Regions from separate parts of the Mus musculus genome. Here regions 2 and 3 are each linked to region 1. The links are chromatin contacts, called in public Hi-C and HiCAR-type maps. All regions are on one chromosome and are shown on one strand. Each heading gives the region's core, a stretch centred on a gene start, on an enhancer-like site or on the middle of the called end of the contact. The rest is flanking DNA. Distances are from core to core; before and after follow the strand shown. Region 1 overlaps Gm35111 (a long non-coding RNA gene). Region 2 has its middle 190 kb from the start of Gm35111. Region 3 has its middle 180 kb from the start of Gm41013.

Region 1 (4,474 bases), core at 1,872-4,371:
TCACAGTGGGTCTTTGAATTATTCATGAGATCATACATGCCATTCACATCTGTATGTTTAAAAAAAGCCAAGAGAGTGTAATAGCACATTAGTAATGTAAATTAGAAAAAGACATATTTTATTTTGGTTTAGTGAAGATTTTCCTAAGTAAACCCAAATAGCATCCTTACTAGACATGTGCCAAAGATCTTTTATTCTTCACTGTTGCTAGGATGCGTTTTTTTCTGGACCAAGTCATCATTTAGGGGATCACTGATTGGATCACTCTCAGACATAATATGATACATACACAAACAAGGGTACACATTGTTTATGAATATACTCAAAACCACAGGAATGAGAAATCAAGAAAAAATAAGGCAAATATTAAAATCTACCACTGGGGAGTTTTATCCTATCATTGCAGTTTTATTATTGTCTGAATTTACATAAAAGCAAAAACTCGTGGAAGAAAATTGCCTCACAACCCCAGATTCTATTTTATTCAACAAACACAAGCTGAGGGGTAAGGAAAGATGACAAGGAGATACTCAGAAAACCATGGTTAACACATCCTCATATCAGACAGTACCAAGGCCAACCAAGACTTTCAAAATGTTTTGTAATACAGTAATATACACTCATATACACAAAATAAAAATAATTTTAAAAATACTTTACAGGATAATTTTGGTTGTACATGATATTTCTAATATATACTAACTTTAGGTCTTGTCTTACTCCACTGAATTCTTGAAGGATAAAGGAAAGTTAAAAATTTAGACATTTAATGTTTTGGGCTTATAAACATAAGAACAAAAGAACAAAAACATCTCTGTCTGATACAGCATCCCTTTTCCTGATCTTTTAGTCCATCTTTCGTCACTTCTACCATCACTAGGAGGCTCACTATTTAAAGGGCCCAGTCCTGGTCACTAAACAAAAGCAACAGATCAACCCAAAGAACTAGAGTGTCTTCTTTGGTGAGAGGAAATGCTATTTGAGAAAAGTAGCAAACAAAGGAAATCTCTGACAAATGAGTCATGAGAGGGAAAGGAGTCTCCCAGCACGGGGTGTTCTTGTGGCTCCGTTATTATTAATTGTGAGGACACGCTTACTCATGTCTTGTTCACTCTTGCCTCTACCATCACTGAGCTCATGTTACATTTATCCTAATGAACCAAGCCCACCAGAGATACACTGTGCACCACTTTAACGTGAACAGATTAGTCAGAGGAATTTTTATTTTGTTGGTCAGACTGGTCATCTCTGGGGACTTCTTGCTTTAGCTATCATTGTTTAGACTTTGAAATAAATGTGCAATGTATTTTCTAAGCCTATGACTAAGATTTAGAAAAAGTAGTATAAATTTCATATTGCTCAAATTATGAAATCTATCTACACTTCATTTTTATAAGGCACATGAAGACTGTGCTTGGTTTAAACAATTTCTTCTGACCACAGTAAGCTCTTGTGATGACCTTAACACGCACATCATAACTCACAGTTTGCAAGTGGGAACCAATGCTTCAGGTTGAGATGCTTGCAGAGAGGGATTTTTGCATTCTCTAAAGCATAAAAGTAAGCACAAAGCAAAGAGTAGCTGAGATGATTGGATGTTTGTGACACTGAGCCTTGAGGTGCTCAGATTTGGTGAAAATATTCTTCTAGTTGTGTCTGGGAGGTCAGTTCTGGATGAAATTAACATTTGGATCTGTAGACCCCCAAAAGCAATAAAGCAGTCTTCAGAGAAGATTCATCTGGCCTACTGAAAGCCTGGATGAATAGGTGAGCAAAAAGAACTCCAGAGCTCCATCTGTAAGCTGCAGCATCAGTTGCGTCTCTTAGACTCTGACTCAGACATGATATTATATCCTGAGCTCTCATGGGTTTTAGGGCTTTACACTCAGATGTGAAACCACGTCACTGTCTCCAGTCTGCAGACTCTAGGTTTGTTTGTTTTTTGTTTTGATTTTGTTTTTGTCCATTTATAAGAAAATGTCTTCCTTGGAAGCCCACGCTATTTTCAAAGTTTTGGTAATCCTCTTGCCTTGGCTTCCCAAATGCACAGATTACTGAAATGTGGCATTACATTTGTCTTTAACTACAGATCTGAAACCTCTCAGACTGCAGAATTGCACGCAACAAGCCTCTTTGACAAATCGACTGCTATGTATATCTTGTTGTCTCCATGTCTGTGGAGAAGCTGGACTAGCACAGAACATATGGAAAATAGGATAATCTTCTACATAGATATTTTCAAAGAATAGCAAGAAGCCAGTTGTGGCTATCAACCAATGTTTTAACAATACATATGCTCAGTGTTCAGATTGGAAATTTTATGTGACTTTCTACTACATCCTAAACTCCTTGGGAGGGCTGAGGAGTCTGAGGTGGTATGGGGCAAGTCCAGGAGGAAGAATATTAACCTTGTTCCTAAGACAGTCCACTTTATACAGCTTATATTCTCAAGTCCTTTAGTGCTTGATGACCACACTGAAGAAAATGAAATAAAAGCAGGATATCAGATGCAAACTAGCATTATGTATCTGACTTGCACCGCAGTGACAATGTCTACTGTATTTTCTATTCCTGTACAGAAGATGTTACTGGTCAAGAAATACCCCTTTTCTAATATTAATTTAGTCTGATAGTATTAATTTCTGATAACATATTAATTAATTCATTCAAGTTAATAACGACATGTTATTCACTATTTTCATTGCCTTTTGTTGGTTTACTTTTCCTTAAGCTTTACTTAAAGTGGCGCTGTCCTTACATGTTCCAAGCACAGAGTAAAATAGATGTATCACACAAACTACAATCTCTGTTGCTTGCTCCGTAGAGTGCCACAATTTTTTTCAACTGTAGGCTTCTATTTCTATAATGCTTATATCAGACACAAGGGAGCAAATTCTTGTTCTTGGGTGGGGGGCAGGGGTTGAATAAAGGTCTAGGTTAGCCTGCCCTCTAGTGTGGCTTACTGATTTCTGGGGAGAGAAAAAAAATGCAGCATGTCCTAGAAGCTGATTGTGCAATTCTGTTGGGTTGGCAACCTGCCATCAGCACCAGAACACTGCACAACTTCCTCCTCTTTGGGAGCTACAGGCTTCAAGCATTAGGTCACATTTGTAACCCAGTTTTGAGCAGAAACACACTCTAGACACACCCTATGCCTGCCTAAGCCAGTGTCACATGGTTATCCTTGACTGTGGCTTTTGTCATTTCCTCCCATTTAATGATAACACACAATGAAACTAAATAAAGGGACAGACTTCTTACTACAGGAACTCGGGGATTTACAGAGTGCTTCTGAGGGGAATTTGGTCTCAGAAATGGTACTGGTTTAGGCTGATCTCTCTGAAGCAGTCTGCCTATGTGTCTCCTTGGCTGGCCCTTCTGAATGTGAGGCTACAGCCAAATGGCTCTGAGGCTGCACTCCAGGATCCATGTTACCACACCAGAAGCATCTTTGAGATTTGGTTTTACTTCTTCGTTCAAATTCTGCTCAAAATTAAACTGCCTTGGAGGATAGTGTTTAAAATTTTTTGATTTATATTTAGCTACACAAAATGAGCTCCCTTTAAAAAATGAAAAACTAATTGCTATATTTGCTTAAACCTAGAAGTGCCCTGGTTATAGATCAACTCTGAAGTTATTTTAAACATGTTACTGCAATGCTAAATTTCAAACGCTTTTTCAGGATTTTGTGCATATGTTCAGTTGGGATGCTCAGAATTCCTGGCTGATGGGAATTTAACCAGTGCCTGCCTGTTCTTCCTAACCCACATACATAACATACATAACATACATGTTCTGGACTCATTTGTCTAAGAAGTGAGAGTCTTCCATTTTTAAGCACTCATAATTTAAAGAAAGTCTAGATGTTAGCCTTTACAATAATAACAAATAGAGCAATAATCTTTAAAACCACCCATAGATGTAAAATATTTTGTATGTATGTATGTGTGTGCATATATATATATTCTACAAAATATGCCTTCTTTCTGTTCTCAAATCATTAGTCTACTAAGGCTGCATGCAAGGACTAAAGTGACATAACAGCCTCTGGAGAGCACCACCATTCATCTTGGGCATCGGCATTTCCTTAAGATGAGTTCTGTCATAGTAGGCATATGGATATAATTGTGTTGTCCATTTCTTCTTGTCTGGCAGTAATACAACCAAAGCAAATATAAAGACTTGAGGGTTTAAGAATCACAATCAGATGAGTGGAAAGGAATTGAAGAGAGACAACACAAAGCAACAGACTCCTAGGCGACAAGATATACCTGTATGGCAGTTGTCCTCCATTCTGGAGCCTTCATTGTGTCATTTGTGATAAGCATGGCATGGACCAAGTGTAATCAGAGGTATCTGATTTTCATCCCCAAACTGCCTGTTCTAATTGTATCTGTCCCATTCTCACCACATCTGTGTGTTTCCATATATTTTAGATACAAAATATAACAGATTAAAGTTTGCCAGTGCAGGC
Region 2 (4,348 bases), core at 457-2,956, 160 kb before region 1:
GCAGATTGTTATCTTTGGTCTAGAAGTGTGAATGACTGGAATGCAAATATTTCTGTGTTTAAATTTTTCTAAAAACCTTTCTATTTGATCAGATTTTTTTCCTCCTGGATCCCATATGCATTAATTATATACATGTTTAACTCTTCAAACAACACTTGGCACATACCAAGGCTATATTTGTTTTTCTTGTTGTTGTTGCTTTAGACTTTTAAAACATGGCATTATAGCTTGTCACTTTATTGGAAAGGTTTTCCATGTGTCAAAGGATGGACAGAGACAATAGAGTGCCAAGTTTGAATCCTCTTAGTTTATAGTTTATTTAGGATTGAAGACAGTGCTCTGTTTTCAGAATATAAGAGTTAATTTTCTAACCATGCCTTCACTGTAACAGAGCAGGAAATGTAAAGAATAGATATTTTACAAATGAATAGTAGATATGCTTTTGGGTGTTTTATGGAGATAGTGAACAAAGAAATCATTGAGAAGCATTTACTGAACAATGTATGCAGAACTGAAGAGTGGATGAAGTGAGCCCTTACCTCAAACACTGTCAGGTTTTGTTCAAAAGTGACAGCGTGCTTCGTAACAGTGTCCTGTACATGTGGCCCATCTCTGTCACTATAGCACAAGAAGTTTGTGCTGACAGGACTGTCTGTGACCCTTGGCAGTGGAGGCAGTGGATTGGTAATACATGCAATATCTTAATGGAGTAAAAAGTATCATCCACAAGTGGTTAAACTTATCTACAGGGCACCATTCAGTGACAGATAATGAACAAAAGATTCTTTTTGAAAATACTAATTGCTTATTTTTAAATTTTGTCTTAACTGTGCTTTTTGAGATGTATTCAGAGGTTTGTAACTCTGCAAAAAAGAAAGAAAGAAAGAAAGAAAGAGAGAGAGAGAGAGAAAGAAAGAAAAGAAAAAAGAAGGAGAGAAAGAAAAAAGGAAGAAACAAAGAAAGAAAAGACAAGCATTGAGTCTGTGATATATTTGGGGCTATTGAATAGAATGTTTGTCCTAGCCCTGTGTATCTACATTTCTAAGTGACTTTGACTCTGGCTCCAAGCTGGCGAGCCTTGGGGGGGTTCTGCCTTCCAACCCCATTATTTCAAAATGTGAGGATGGGGTTCTAGAGAGACTGAAGTGCCTGGCTAGCATTACGTCATTTCTTAGACACAGAAGCTGGACGAGAAGACTGGTGTTTAGTTCTTTCCACGGCATTAACTTTTACTTTTTCACTCTAATTTTTATGAACTCATGGAAGTCAAAAGCATCACTGTACTCACATGCCCCTTTAATCTCACTTCCAGGCTGTAATCTATAAACACATTTACTTAAATATGAGTGCAGTTTCCGTCTAAGCTCCGGGACTCTCTTCTGTGCTGTTTTCCTTGCCAGCAAGCCTGTCATGAGATGTGATTTCTCTCAAGGGTTCCCGAAAGAGGTGTTTGTGTGAGCCAACTGACAGAGGGCCAGAGCCCCGAGGCCATCAGCTAACGTCCATATATATTTACACATTGTGCTTTTATTAAACTGTTTCAAGCACACCCCAAGTATAAGTTTTTTTTTCTCCCAGTGACCTCATTTAGAAAGAGAAAATACATTGTTGCGAAACTCCAGCCCAGCTGAGAAGGTTTCACACCAATCAACCCCACTTCCCAACTCTCCGTCCCCTTGCTGCAGAAGCAAAGGTCGCCACAGAGCCACAGAGTGCGGGAGTTGGAAATGCTGTCAGGTTTTCTGTACTTTGATTCTGCTATGGTGAAAACAGTTGAGGTTCATCTATCTGTGACCTCGGAGTCTGTGTAAGAAGCCATGTAAGAGGCCAGAGGTCTGTCTAGAAGTGTTCCACATAGAGATGGCCTAGGTCAGGTGACGAGAATCTGTGAAAGAGAAAAGATAAAGGGTTAATAATAGAGTCGAGCTAGACCTGGGAACTGTGATGAAATCAGGAGAATGGTTGAAATCCCAAGACAGGAAACAGATGGCTCATGTGTCCTGGAGAGCCACTTGAACTGGAGGACTGGCTCAGTGGTAGAGCACTTGTATGGCATATCTTTGTTTCAAGCATTATAAGAAAGCAAAACAAAACAAATAAATATATAAAAATTATGGGCTTGTTAAAGAACTAAACAGTTTGTGAGCATCTGCTCTAAGCCAGACACTGTAGTCTTTGTACTGGAAGTTGGAATATAGTACATAACGCAAACAAAGCCCAAAGTCTAATAGTTTCATTTTAGTGGGCAAAGGAACAGACGATAAGATATTGACAAAATAGAAAACTAGATTTAACAGAGAGAAGTGCTCTATGGATTTCAAAAAAAGAACTCTTGTCAAAGGAGATCAAGAGAACTGGGGGTGGGCAAGACAGGGCTGGAAATTTGAAAAGTGCTCCGAGCAGGTCTGATTAAGGAAATATTTGAGGATACGTTGGAGAGGATGAGGCAGCCCTCTGCACAGACATCCAGTAGGAGCTGGCTATATTAGGTTAGAGTAAATGAAGGACCATTGGCATTGCACCAGCCCAGATATGGTGTAAGATAACTCTGGAAAAGTAGCAAAGTACAATTACCAGTGCTTTGCTGGACCATTATCTCCAGTGGTCAGCGAAATGCTTGACCGTGGTGCATGTTGCAGAAGTGAGACAGGTTTCTCAAAAGGCATGGAGTCTTAGTGAAGTCGGCACATCAGTTTTAACTTTTATAATGAAACATTTCAGAGTTGAATTTGAGGGAGATTTTGTTGTTACTGTTGTTTTGTATTTTTTTGTTTTCACCTTTTGTAACTTTGGGTCAGTTAAATTTCCTTTAATTCTCTCCAAGATGTCTTCCACACGACCTCCCATGGTATGGCAGGTGGTAGTGTTCCCAGCAGGTCCTCTTGGCTCCTCCCATCAGCTTGGTGAGCCTGTTCAACATTGTGTTTCCCTCCTATGAGATGCCACTTAGAACTTCATTCAGATGCTGAGTCTTGTGCGGCCTTGCCTCAGCAGCATGGTCTGCCCTTTCCCACTCTGTCCTCCCAAACTCTCTTCCCCTCATTTGCTAGCATGGCCTGTTGTCATACCTGAGCACGAAAGGATGCAGTTCTGCCTTTACCTCGTGTAGAAAGACCCTGAGGGCAGGCTGTTGTTGGTCCACAGCCTTATCTAGCTTCTTCACATTGCTGCTCAGCTACCCCTCTCCCGTAGAGATCCCTACAAGTCACAGCAACAGAATCTTTGCTCATGTTTGCATGTGGAATGACTCAAACTACGATGACAACAGAGAACCGAGATTCTTGGTCAAATTAAAGACTTCATGTTCTGGAAAACCATGAAGAAAAACACGGTCATCAAGAGATGCTACAAGTATTTCATTATTTTTCTGCTTGCCCTTGAAATGGGCACACCTGAGACAGAAGTTGTTATCTACTAGGAAAATCCTGTAGGGCACAGATTTGTGTATGTTAATGAGCAGAGTGTTAAATTACTAAAGTCAGTTCCTAATTGTAGCAAGGTAATATTATCTTCATTTTATAAACCTGTAAAAGCACACTTAGTGACTTATTATTGGTGCAAAAATATCAAATTCTTCTATGAAATACAAATTTTCAAAAATTGTTTCCCCGATCACTACCAATTATATGTCCTGAAACCATTTAAACAACTAACATATTGGTGTTAGCAGACATTTTTCACAAATTGTATATTTAGAAGTTTAAAACAGCATGTAAAGTAACTAAAATCATTTATGACTCTATTTAAACACAAGCTCTACAGAGTAAAAGCTTCACTTCTTCTTTTATAAGACAGTCTCTTAATCATGTGAGGGTTATAGTCGTACTCATTCTGATAGCCTCTGAAGGCTTTGATAACATAATTGTCCCAGAAGTGCTATTGGACAACTCTATCTAATGAGGGGGAAATACCCCTTCAGAAGGATCGTGGGCTGGAAAGTCTTGTGTGTTGCAGGATTTTCCCTGTCCAATTACATTAGGGCAGCAGGAGGCCTGTGATTCGACAGGGAAAAAGGAAACAACCCTAAGAGTTGTAGAGTCAGAGAGCATCTTAGAGAGAGAAAGAGAAGGCCAAAATGGAGGCAGATGTGAACCAGCATGGCTCTAACCACCCACAGGGAGTTGTGGTATCATACTGTTAGAATAATTGTGATAAATATTTTATCATTATCAGTTGGTTCAGAAATTACTGTATCTGTATCTGATAAATTGGAATTTATTGATACATACATCTGATTGGTTAATTATAAGATTTAAGAGTTTTGATTCTGCATGGTCCTTTCCTTCCGCCTCTGCTCCAAACTTTGTATCTGTAACTCCTTACATGGGTATTTTGTTCCCCATTCTAA
Region 3 (4,333 bases), core at 1,323-3,822, 180 kb before region 1:
AGTTTGAATAAAAGAATATGCTTGGAAGCACCTAGACATGATAGTGTTAGAAACTGCCCCAACATCCAGGGTTTTGGTAGAAATTATCATTTAAGGTTTTGCCACATAGTTCTCTTCTACTTCTAAAATGTGTATAGAATAGATTTGTGCTAGGTGAAAATAGAATACATCCAACATTTATTACTTTTTGTTTTATTATTTTTAAGTCTTAGTTAAATGCTTGTGAAACATTCTCACAAAATATATGATGACTCTGTGGACAGTTATTTGGGATTTATTTGATACATTTATTGTAAGACTAAAGCTAGAGCAAATGCCAATCAATTAAGCTGCATACATGGTTCCCTTGCTGGAATATCCAAGATTATTGACCCACTTCTTTTGTAATCACACTGATTTATATGTTGGATGTATAAAGAAAATTGCAACTTGTGTGAAAATAGATAAGCTAGGGAACTAATTGTATCCAAGGAAAATCAGCATAATATTGACAGAAGGATAAACACTATGTAAGGGAAAATAATTTCAGAAAATGCTTGACTTATGTGTCATATATCTCTCTCTTTTAAAAATGTAGCTCTTAGCTTTATGTGTGTGTGTGTGTGTGTGTGTGTGTGTGTGTGTATACCGCTTTTGTGACTGGGTGACTGGGGAGGACAGAAAAGAATGTTGGACTGCCTGGAGCTGAGTCACAGGTGGTTGTGAGCTTCTTGATGTAGGTGCTGGGAACTGAACTCAGCTCCTATGTAGCCCACTTAACAATCTCTCCAATCCCATAAATCCTTTAAGCTCTACTCAAAGGAAATTTTACTGTTGAAGGCAGCATTTTTTCAAGGAGATTAGAGGTAGCCATAGATGCTTCGTGTGAAAGTGGCATTCTTGGCTAGAAAGCATCATTTCTTTTCTGTCTCACATGTAGGGCACCATGTTTTACCAGAATCTTTTAACATAAAGGAGACTCATGCAGCGGGATGGTAAGAAGCATAGACTCATCTTTTGTGTTTAGAGAATACAAAAAGCAGCTGGTTATTTTCCCTTTGAGAGGAACTTCCTGGATTTTGAGAAGAAATACCAGGTAGAACAACTCACTGTGCCTGAAGCACAGACAACCTACTGTTTCTGCCATAGTAACAGAGATTGTATCTTATTTTAGTATCTTATTTTATTCTATAACCTTTCAAGATTTTCAGCCAATGGATTAATTCTGACAATGTAGGAATGATAACAATCTGCTGGTTCTGTTTATCAAATCATTAAATCTTAGCAGTTCTTTTGATTCACTGGCCATTTATGGTTTCTTACATGCTTTGAATATATTACCTGTAAGTGTGGAAACAATGTTTTCTGTTCCTTTCATTTCCTTCACAAAATCAGAACAATATGTGTGTATTATAAATAGCTATTTTATAGCAGAAGAAGGTTGAATATGTTTTTTAAGTTCTTTTGTAAATATCTGGTTTCAAGAAAGAGAAAAATTAAAAGTATAAACACCAATAAAATTTTCTTTCATGAGAATTTTACTATTGATCTTTAAGTCAATAACTGACTTCTTTATATTAGAAGCTAATGGCATTAATTCTAGAGGCTTGATTCTATGTTACTGGTATAATAAGTAAGCCTAATGTATTTATTTTATAGTTATGGACACAGTTTTTGTAAGGGTAGTCTTGGGTACATTTGGAAGCAGAAATGAAGGAAATGTTTAAAACAATCAGAGACCAATAATGAGCTTCTAATTCATGAAAGTTATTTAACTCAGATTCATTCTTCATGTGTGTTTTTTTGAGAGTCTAACAGGTTGCCTTTACCCACTTCAATGTGTAGTAGAAGCCTAGGACGAGAAGAGGCTCATTTCCTGTTGCTGACATCAATTGCTTAGTTGGACAATGTTTAAATACTGCAGTATACAGGAAAAAGTTGTTTCTTGTATTTTCATTTTTCCACTAAGGCTTAAATTAAATATAAACAGTTTTATATTTATCATGGAAGAGACAGTTAAACCAGTACTAAGTGGCTATTGAGGCCACTCTAGAGAGCCACACATTTCTATTATCCTCCTAACTGAGTACACTATAACTCTATTTTTTACAACTCTAAGAAATCTATAATTTTGTTAATGCATTTGTTCAACTTCTTTTCAAGAATCTTGTGCCATTAACTCAATTTGTAAGATTTCTATTTGTATTAGCCTACCCAAATGTATGTTGGGAATTGTTTATGAGATTATTGTTCCTGGTAACTGCAAGTGAAACAGCTATTGTTGCTAATTAATATTCCTAGGAGAGAGAGGAGGAAGCTGCTTGGACTCATCACATACAGCACAGGGCTAGGCTGTTGCATCCATCCTTTGGGACTGTCTTTAAGTTTCCTATATCTGTGCTGTTCAGAACATTGGTATTGCAAAAGAAGAGCAAAGGGAGCCAATTCCAATTAATATGGCTGACCACGTTCCCCAGGGAAAAGCAGAAAACAGCTTCAAAAACGTCACAGGCTGAATTTTCTAGGAATTGTGCATTGGTGTGGATACCTGGGATTCAGCCAATTGTCAACAGTATATAAATCCCATGATGTATAGCAAAGGAATGTTGGAGAAGTTAGGGTAGTCCTTTCCCTAGAGACACAACTGGAGAAAGTTAGGCTGCTGAAAGTAACATTAAAAAAAATACCCTACTGTTTCTCCTAGCTAATTCAGCACACTATACCCCCACATTCCCATCTGATACCCCGAGAATAAGTGAATGACCTCCTAGAATAGAATCAAGAACATTTTTTTATATTTTTATACTGTAACAGGTTTTATATTCGTCAAAAAGGAAAGATAAAATAATTAATGCAAGTTTGGAACAACAAACTCTTCAGACACTTAATTTATTTTTCCTGTGGAGAGTGGGTTGCTTTTGCCTTTGCCCTTCTCCCATCTCTTATCGTTGCATGTTTTAGTGTGCTTTTTGGTCTTCACTCATTCAGATGTTAATGTACGGCTGAGATGTATTTTCCTGATTAACACAATGTGCATTTCTGGGTCTGCTCACGCAGCAATAAGAACAGAACTGTCCTAATTATTCAGTATATTGTGGCACATCACTTAGGGTAATCAGCAAATGACTTCATTCTGCCTGTACGTGTGTGTGTGTGTGTGTGTGTGTGTGTGTGTGCATGTGCGTGTATGCATGCGCACACACACTTAAGTGGTTGAATAAAACTGAGAGCTGAGAAAATGATCAAAACCATTTGTGGTAGGTCTTTGGCAAGGGGTTTGGTAAGCATTTCCCAAGTATTTATGCATTAACATATAGATACTGAACACTGGTCCAGAGTAGATAAGCCGCCCAGTGATTAGATAGACTTAGGAAATGTACACACTTGAGACTGATTAAGAACCTTCGAGAAGTCCCTAACTAAGCAAACATCCGTGGTTTTGTCTGACATAAACTTTCTTACAGATATCAGACAGGAGAGCAGCTTTTCTTCCATATAAAAGCTACAAACAGGCCTGGGGTGATAGTTCAGTTGGTAAAGTGAATGGTGTGCACGTATAAGGATACAAGTATCAGCCTCAGAAACCACGTGGAAAAAAATGTGATATAATCCCAGAGTGGGAGAGCTGCAGGCACATTCCCGGGGCTCACTTACCAGCCTGATCAGCCTACTGGTGAGATCTAGGCCAGTGACAGACTTTGTTTTAAAAAAATGTAGATGCTACCTAAGGAATGCCACCCCAGATTGTGCAGGAAGGAGAGAGAAGGGGGTGGTAGAGGGGAGAAGCAAAAGAAGAGAGAGGGAGAGAGAAGATAGACACTAAAAGAAATCTAAAGAGTAGCATTTTTTCAAATATGCTTTTAGAAATCCTAATTTAAATTTTTTTTTTTTTTTTTTTTTTTTTTTACATTTTACAAACTGTGAAACCCAGTCCTTAGGAATTAAAGTTACACCATTAATGAGTTGTTTACTTGTCCCTAAAAGTTTGGACTTGTCACATTCTAGATACGGTACCCTGTACCTACTGTACCCAACTTGTTTTGTTCAACTGTAGCTAATAATTTGGCAACATTTACTTACTCTCTAAAATAGACTTTAAAATTGAAGCATGACTATACAAAGTAAATTTGACCCTTTTAGGGATTATTTCCATGTGTTTTGGAGTTGAGTGAAAAGTTTCACTTATTTCTTAAATATTAAATAAATTTAAAAGTGTGTGTTAGATTACTATAAAATAATTTCAGTAGAAGTATATCAGGGTTTAAATTATTTAAAAAGAAAATTCCAGGTTGCTTTGATCAATGTAGCTGATGGTGCAGATTTCAAGACTGATGGAAGTCGGTGGATTATAATG

Evidence for each region. A called contact is a pair of places that touch in the nucleus more often than the background predicts. HiCAR-type assays count read pairs that join an accessible place to other places.
Region 2: a contact with region 1 is called in a Hi-C map of liver, with 2.4 times the contacts expected there. The contact joins two enhancer-like sites. A contact is called at or near these places in 4 of 484 Hi-C or Micro-C datasets (Sertoli cells, brown adipocytes, liver and 1 more).
Region 3: a contact with region 1 is called in a HiCAR-type map of fibro-adipogenic progenitors, with 2.3 times the contacts expected there. The contact joins two enhancer-like sites. A contact is called at or near these places in 5 of 484 Hi-C or Micro-C datasets (the 3T3-L1 cell line, 3T3-L1-derived adipocytes, Sertoli cells and 2 more) and 3 of 115 datasets of contacts at active chromatin or transcription factors (the NIH/3T3 cell line, bone marrow-derived dendritic cells and fibro-adipogenic progenitors).

What each region holds. Positions count from the first base shown.
Region 1 is chr13:90,512,975-90,517,448 of GRCm38.p6, forward strand. The region is part of intron 1 of Gm35111 (a long non-coding RNA gene); the gene reads right to left. Among named protein-coding and RNA genes, the nearest start is that of Gm35111, 34 kb to the right of the region's middle. Within about 2 kb of position 3,122, at least 184 of the 459 cell types and tissues checked have an H3K27ac peak or open chromatin away from gene starts, as enhancers often do. A contact at or near this core is called in brown adipocytes and liver, where this site is marked.
Region 2 is chr13:90,358,490-90,362,837 of GRCm38.p6, forward strand. No RefSeq gene overlaps it. Among named protein-coding and RNA genes, the nearest start is that of Gm35111, 190 kb to the right of the region's middle. Within about 2 kb of position 1,707, at least 49 of the 459 cell types and tissues checked have an H3K27ac peak or open chromatin away from gene starts, as enhancers often do. A contact at or near this core is called in brown adipocytes and liver, where this site is marked.
Region 3 is chr13:90,338,444-90,342,776 of GRCm38.p6, forward strand. No RefSeq gene overlaps it. Among named protein-coding and RNA genes, the nearest start is that of Gm41013, 180 kb to the left of the region's middle. Within about 2 kb of position 2,573, at least 8 of the 459 cell types and tissues checked have an H3K27ac peak or open chromatin away from gene starts, as enhancers often do.